2 separate regions of the Mus musculus genome follow, and region 1 is linked to region 2. The links are chromatin contacts, called in public targeted proximity ligation maps. All regions are on one chromosome and are shown on one strand. The core of a region is the stretch at or near the end of the contact, and the rest is flanking DNA. Distances in the headings are between cores, read along the strand shown. Region 1 holds the start of Papss2 (3'-phosphoadenosine 5'-phosphosulfate synthase 2). Region 2 has its middle 31 kb from the start of Gm36419.

What was found.
Region 1: a contact with region 2 is called in a targeted proximity ligation map of CD8 T cells, with 7 read pairs. A contact is called at or near these places in 2 of 39 promoter capture datasets (3T3-L1-derived adipocytes and hematopoietic stem and progenitor cells), 2 of 484 Hi-C or Micro-C datasets (embryonic stem cells and liver), 4 of 130 datasets of targeted methods (CD8 T cells, the NIH/3T3 cell line and embryonic stem cells) and 2 of 9 other capture datasets (adipose tissue and liver).

The regions. Positions count from the first base shown.
Region 1 is chr19:32,617,889-32,621,280 of GRCm38.p6, reverse strand. Papss2 (3'-phosphoadenosine 5'-phosphosulfate synthase 2) reads right to left here and starts at 1,276. Exons shown (of 13, transcript NM_011864.3): 1 at 1,095-1,276. The coding sequence starts at 1,127.
Region 2 is chr19:32,573,186-32,576,463 of GRCm38.p6, reverse strand. No RefSeq gene overlaps it. Among named protein-coding and RNA genes, the nearest start is that of Gm36419, 31 kb to the right of the region's middle.

The sequences.
Region 1 (3,392 bases), core at 27-2,526, 45 kb before region 2:
GTGTTGGCGGTTTCCTTCATGTGGTGGCTCATCTGGGTTCAAAGAGTAGCAAAGAGTGGGTCTGCACCTGATGTGTACCACAAAGGTCGTGGGGAGGGGGGGCGGGGAGGGAGAGTTGAAGCGTGGGGCTGGCGTGGTAACGACCAGCCAGTAGAAACTTAGCGAGCTGGGTGGAATGTTTTGGGAGCTCAAGGCCAGAGAGTCTCCACGAAATAAAACAGGTCGGCCATTGCCTGCCAGTGCATGGCCAACCAGGCAGCTGGGGCGAGCCGGTCGTTTTTTAATATTTCCCGCAACACACAGGCCTGAAGAGAGTGTCAGATGACCTGGAACTGGAGTTACAGACAGTTGTAAGCTCACATGTGGATGCTGGGGACAGAATCCAGGACCTGAACCTCTGAGATGTTTCTCCAGGCTAAGAAATATTTTAAAGTGTGTTTAGTTGTAGATTTGAATACAGTTTATGGCTAAAAACCTGAGACAGGTGATTTATATATGTCCAAACTCAGCAAAAGAAACACATCTAATATCAAACATTTGTATAATAATTATATTTCAATTAAGCTGCTGTAAAAATTAGTGTGTTATATCAAATAAATAATATTAAACAAAATTTAAACTTCAGAGAGGAATCTAAATTAATTGTGATAAGACTACTATTATTTAACCACTATTTAATCCTGGCTATTCACTTCTTACTGAAGTAGGAATGACCTGTTTGGTAATTAAATTGTTTACTTACATGATCTTGTTTTATTAAGTAAACTAACCAGTTACAAACCTAAATATACCACCAGTTACATTACCTTTTCGTATATATAACTTTGTGTTTATACCTTGGTTATAGAATCATACTATTTTTAAGCTACTTTATCCCTTTAAAATTAAAAAATAAAAATTATTAAGCACCAGCTATTTACTAAGAATTGTAATAATTTGGAGTGTCAGAAGGCAGCCCAGACACACAACCAGTAAGGCCACTGCTGAAGCTTTCTACTATACCAGCAGGAAGTCTGCAACAAAAACTGTTGAGACCATAGCAGCAAAACGTCAGACACCTGGATAAAGTTGCCAGATTTCAAGGGCTTACTTACTCTTTTATGGTTCATTTTGAAATTTGCAGACATGATAATTCTTCAGAGTTTAGGTAACTTCCTCCAAGACATGATATCTGATGTTGAGAATACTCGGTTACAAACTGGCTTTGCTGGCCATTGGGGTGAATGAATGAGCTGCAGAGTCTGTGAAGGTCTGTGAGGTGGGTGTGAATGGGAATGGGGAAGAGAAGGCAACCTCACACTCCAGAACCCTGAATTCAGACTTTCTACTGCAGCACCCTCCCCCTCTATCAACCAATGAGCAAGGACTCTTTTTTTTTTTTTTTTTTTTTTTGGAACCCTGCCATTCCTCTTCTGGCTGGCACAACTCACAAATTCTAGTGTGGAAGGAAAGGCCAATGATCTACGGAGGTCAGCCTGCACACTTTAATAAACTGCTTGGAGAAAAACAATAACTAAAACATACCTACACATATATACCTAATCACCTCTGTTATTAATTTTTTTAAATCTATACTGGAATCTATAAAGGAATAAATTATTCCTTATTTTCTAGCTCAGGAAGTACGGACCATGATGTCCTCTGGGTGCCTACCCAGCATGTAGTTTTGATGGGATAAGGTGTGGGCTCCTGACAGGCAGAGGCAGTGCCCCATGAGTTCTTGTCATTATACCAAGCCAACAGGACATTGGTAGAATTAAAAAACTTCCTGAAATGCCCAAGGAAAGACACAAGAGCAGAGAACCTCATATCATATGGTAAATGGACAGATGGTGACATGTTCATAGCTCTTCGCTTATATCCCAGAGACTTCTTGATGTCCCCATCTGAGTGTCTCTGGATGACAAAACACAGAGAAAAAAAAAAAAACCAACAACCCGTGCTTTTCTGAAGATTTTATAGACAAAGCAAAACAAAACAAAATATGAACTTGGCATTTCTTTTCCTAAAAACATTAAAATGAAGGTGCCACATGGGTCGAGGAGATTCCTCAATCAAGAGAACAAACTGAAACAAGACAAAATGTCCTTAGGTTTCTTCATTCGCCTGTGGTAAAGATGGAACCAGACAGAAAGAGCAAAGATGCCATGGCCTAAAGACATGCTCGTCTCCTGCCAGTTCAACTTTCAGCTATGCTTTGAAAATGGGAAACCCTGCCTGAGTCTGCAAAGGATTTCTGGGGATTTAGAAATATTGGTTAAACAAATGGAGCCATTTGGGAACCTTTAAACAGAAAACATGACTCCAGGACAAGGCTTTAGTGACAACTGTGATTGTATATGCTCGTTCCTTTTAGAAGGTGTGACCCTGTTGGAGTGGGTGTGTCACTGTGGGTGTGGGCTTTAAGACCCTCATCCTAGCTGCCTGGAAGCCAGTATTCTGCTAGCTGCCTTCAGATGAAGACATAGAACTCTCAGCTCCTCCTGCACTGTGCCTTCCTGGATGCTACCATATTTCTGCCTTGATAATAGACTAAACCTTTGAACCTATAAGCCAGCCTGAATCAAATGTCCTTATAAGAAGTGCCTTGGTCATGGTGTCTGTTCACAGCAGTAAACCCTAACTAAGACCCAAGGTTAGATATGAGTTTGTGGAAGCTAGATTTCTTTCTTCATTGAGCTACCAAAACCTCATACTTGAATCCTTTTAGTTCATGCCTCTAATCTTAACACCCAGGAAGCTGAGGCAGAAGGATTGCTATGAGTTTGAGGCCAGTGTGATTGACAGAGTGAGACTTGGTGAAATAACGCAAAACCAACCACACAAATCAAAACAAAGAAACAAGCAGAAATGATGGAAACAGCAAGCACCCAACTGTCAATCAACAAAAAAACCATGGAGATAAACCATGATGACTATGCAATGGAATCCTATACAGCAGTGACAGTAACCAAAGGACACATCTGTTAAGGACAGATCTTACAAATACGTCACTACAATAAGATAGTCACAGATCATATACTGTAAGATTCCATTCATCTTATACCTCATGAACAGCCGAAGCAAATAATCCACAGAGTTCAAACCATGACAGACACACCGAGTATCTGACTGTATTAGACTGTGAACGAGACCTGCCACGGGTACGTGACAAGTACTCCCTTGAGATTCTGGGGCAGTCTTAGGAGGCTTGACTCTAACCTGAAAAATGTGGCTTATCATTGAGGCTACAACCGCAATGCCAGCATGGTCTATCCTACTGTCTAACAACTTAATGGACACATTACATTACTGCTCTCAGACATACAGGCAATAGGAAACTTTTTACAGCCACACTCCTCTAAATCCAGACACAAATCCGGCTCCTCGGGGTGAAGACTAGAGTATTAATG
Region 2 (3,278 bases), core at 89-2,588:
TGTCAAAGGCTGAGAGATACACTAGCCTTCTTCTCAGTACCTGTCCATAAGGACCACCAGAAGCAATTTGCTTTCAGTTGGCAAGGCCAACAGTATACCTTCACAGTTTTGCCTCAAGGATATATTAACTCTCCTGCCCTGTGTCATAATTTAGTTAGAAGGGATCTTGATCGTTTGGATCTTCCACAAAACATCACATTGGTGCACTATATTGATGACATTATGCTGATTGGACCAAGTGAGCAGGAAGTAGCAACCACTTTGGACTCATTGGTAACACATATGCGTATCAGAGGATGGGAAATAAATCCAACCAAAATTCAAGGACCATCTACCTCAGTGAAATTCTTAGGAGTCCAGTGGTGTGGGGCATGCAGAGATATTCCTTCTAAGGTGAAAGATAAGTTATTGCACCTGGCCCCTCCTACAACCAAGAAAGAAGCACAACGTTTAGTGGGTCTATTTGGATTCTGGAGACAACACATCCCTCACTTGGGTGTGTTACTTAGGCCTATTTACCAAGTGACTCGGAAAGGGTCTGGCTACAATAAGTCATTAGGAGTCACTTCATTTCCATTTAGCAGAATAATAATAATAAGAGGTTCTCCCCCTCGTATGTATAGCCACAGGTTCTTGGCCTTTTCTGTGTGCAGCAGATCTTAAGTCCAATCAGAAAATATCTGGCCACTCCCGTGACACTTGTACCACAAGCTTCCAGCATAATCTGTTGCCTCCACCCATGTTTAGTAAGAATAAACTTTATAGACTGAAGGAGATATACAGCGTCTATAACAGTCAGATATTCTATCCTGAAGTGTCAGTGCTCCATGACATGTTGAAAAAGCTCTAAAGGAGCTCACCAAGTCTCCAGTGCTTCTGTTCTTTTACTGATACAAATTCCCAACCTCTCGACAGTGAGTTCTTAGGATTTGCTGTTCTGGACCTAGTGCAGAGTTGGCAAATTCAGGCAATGAAGCTAGCTGCAGAACCCTGGGGTTATGTGTGCTTTATATTTCTTAGTGGGTTTAAGCACTCTGCAGGCTATGTTGCTGTTCCACTTTATGAAGGAGGAGAATGAGGTACAGAGAGGTGAAGGAACTAAGTGAAGGACACCCCAAGATTTAAATGCAGAGTCCGGCTTCTCAGTCCATGCGCATCGTGGCTTTGACCCAGCCTCTATACAGGCAGTCCATTTTAAACATTTTAAGCAGAATAAAATGATCACCAGCTTGCAATCATTTATGGAAAAGTAATTCTGCATAAGCGAAGGAGGAGCTTAGGCAACTGTGCAAAACAGATCAGTTTTGAAGTCTTTGATGATTTATGTTTTCATAGACATCCAACCACAGGCATTCTCTCACACCTGAGGTATGTTTCCTGAGAGTCAGACCACTGGGGGAGCACACCATCTGTGTTTAACCATTTAAAGGACTGCCAAGCTGTTTCTCAAGGATGTTGAACAAGTTGACGACCCCATCAACCAGTGTAGGAAGATTCCAATTCTCTGTGGTCATACTCATCACTGTTGGCCTTTAAAAAAATTATGAATCTCCCAGTGATTGTGACGTGGTATCTTGTGGGGGTTTTCCCTTTGATTTTTTCCCCCTCCTGATTATCAAGGTTAAGTATCTTCTTGTGTGCTCCTTGGCCATTGGTACTGATTCTTGGGAGAGCTTTCTGTCACTATTTCTTACCTGTTTCAAGTTTTCCTCTTGTGGGAAAAGCTGTAGCGATGCCACCCATACCTCACCACAGTTTACAACCTCCAGGAAGTGGTAAACGGGGTTTGTAAAGCATGTGATCTTGGCATTATTAACATCTTAGTTTTCCGAGTTCATGACTTCAATAAAGACCCCAGGAATTCAAAGTTCATTGCAGATGGATTGGTCTTAGATCTAAGAGGGTTTATATATTCAAGATACCACTGAGCCTTTGGGGCTTTATTTCAGGGCTATAACTCAGGATGAGGGTCATTCACAGAATATCAGGTGAAAGATCTGAGGAGAGAAACAAGGAAATTGTGGAGCTCAGGGCCTTTGAAAACCACCAAATGTTAATCTACCGATATGGGTGGCCTTGATCTCTGAAAGTTCTGGGACATACCAGAGTCTTGGTTAAAGATGTCCATCAGCCACCCAGTCCTATCTCATGTTCCTAGATATATAGGTAGCAGGGCTGTGAATGAGGAAGCCATGAAGTGAGTTGGTTAAGCACTGAGGCCGTGCCAACTTCATAGCTTTGAACTCCACACTGGCTGTTGACTTGCAGCTTATGAATCCTGCCATTCACTTTACTGCTGTGAGCGTCAGGCAAGCTCTGGTGAGATAGAGAGGAGTTCACTGGAGTATAATGGGGATCATGGTAAAGGCTGGTTTCTAAGGGTGGAATTCATGCACTGTCAATCGTAACCTTGAAAATTCTTCAAGTTCAAAGGCAAGTACATTCCAAGTGTGCAGTTTGATGCAGACAATGCTAAACAGGGTTTCCTTGGATGCCGCTCCCTTGTTCATTATCCCCATTGCCTTCTTCTATGAACACTCTCACACCTCTGGCAGAAATAAAGTTTAGGCAGTCAGACCTTTGCCATCACTTTTCCAGTCTTGCTGAAGGTTTCAGTCCACAAGGGAGGTTGCTCTCACGTTTGGCTGTATCTGCTGTTCATCCCAGGCTCATCCGGTGACTCGTAGGGCAAGCTCACAACACTTTAACTCTTCCTCTTTTGTTTTAAGCACTCATGTAGGATTCTTGCAAGTTAGGTGTGCACATGCCGGTTCTCCTCTGTGAGATGCATAAACTATTTATGTGTCCTGTAAATCCTCGTCAAAGGCTTCTCAACATGTGCTCGTTATGCCCAAACACCCAAATCTAAGCTGCTTGGTTGACTGAGGTGGTAACCTCCAAGATTTCTCTTCTGAGAGAAGAGCAGAGTGCCCATGGGCAGCATCTAGTACGCAACTCTGCTTGCTCCTGTGTTGGCCTCGCCCACAGCCACTGTTTTGGAAGCCTTCCCAGATCTGCTCCACCTAGCCTAGCACTCGGTACACAGAGCCTGATAGTCAGGCCAGAGGTCAGCGGGTGGCTGGGAAAAGAGTTCATTTAAACCAAACTCCACCAGAGCTTCAGGGTCTACTCTCAGCAGTAGCAAGGGTGAGAGGCAAGAATATAGCATCTTCTTCCTTACTGTCTTCTGGAGCAGAGAGAGTAGGAAGATGCAGGCACCATCAGCCAGGAAGACCTGGGCATTTGGAGCTTCACTGGCAACACAAGGTGGCCATTAG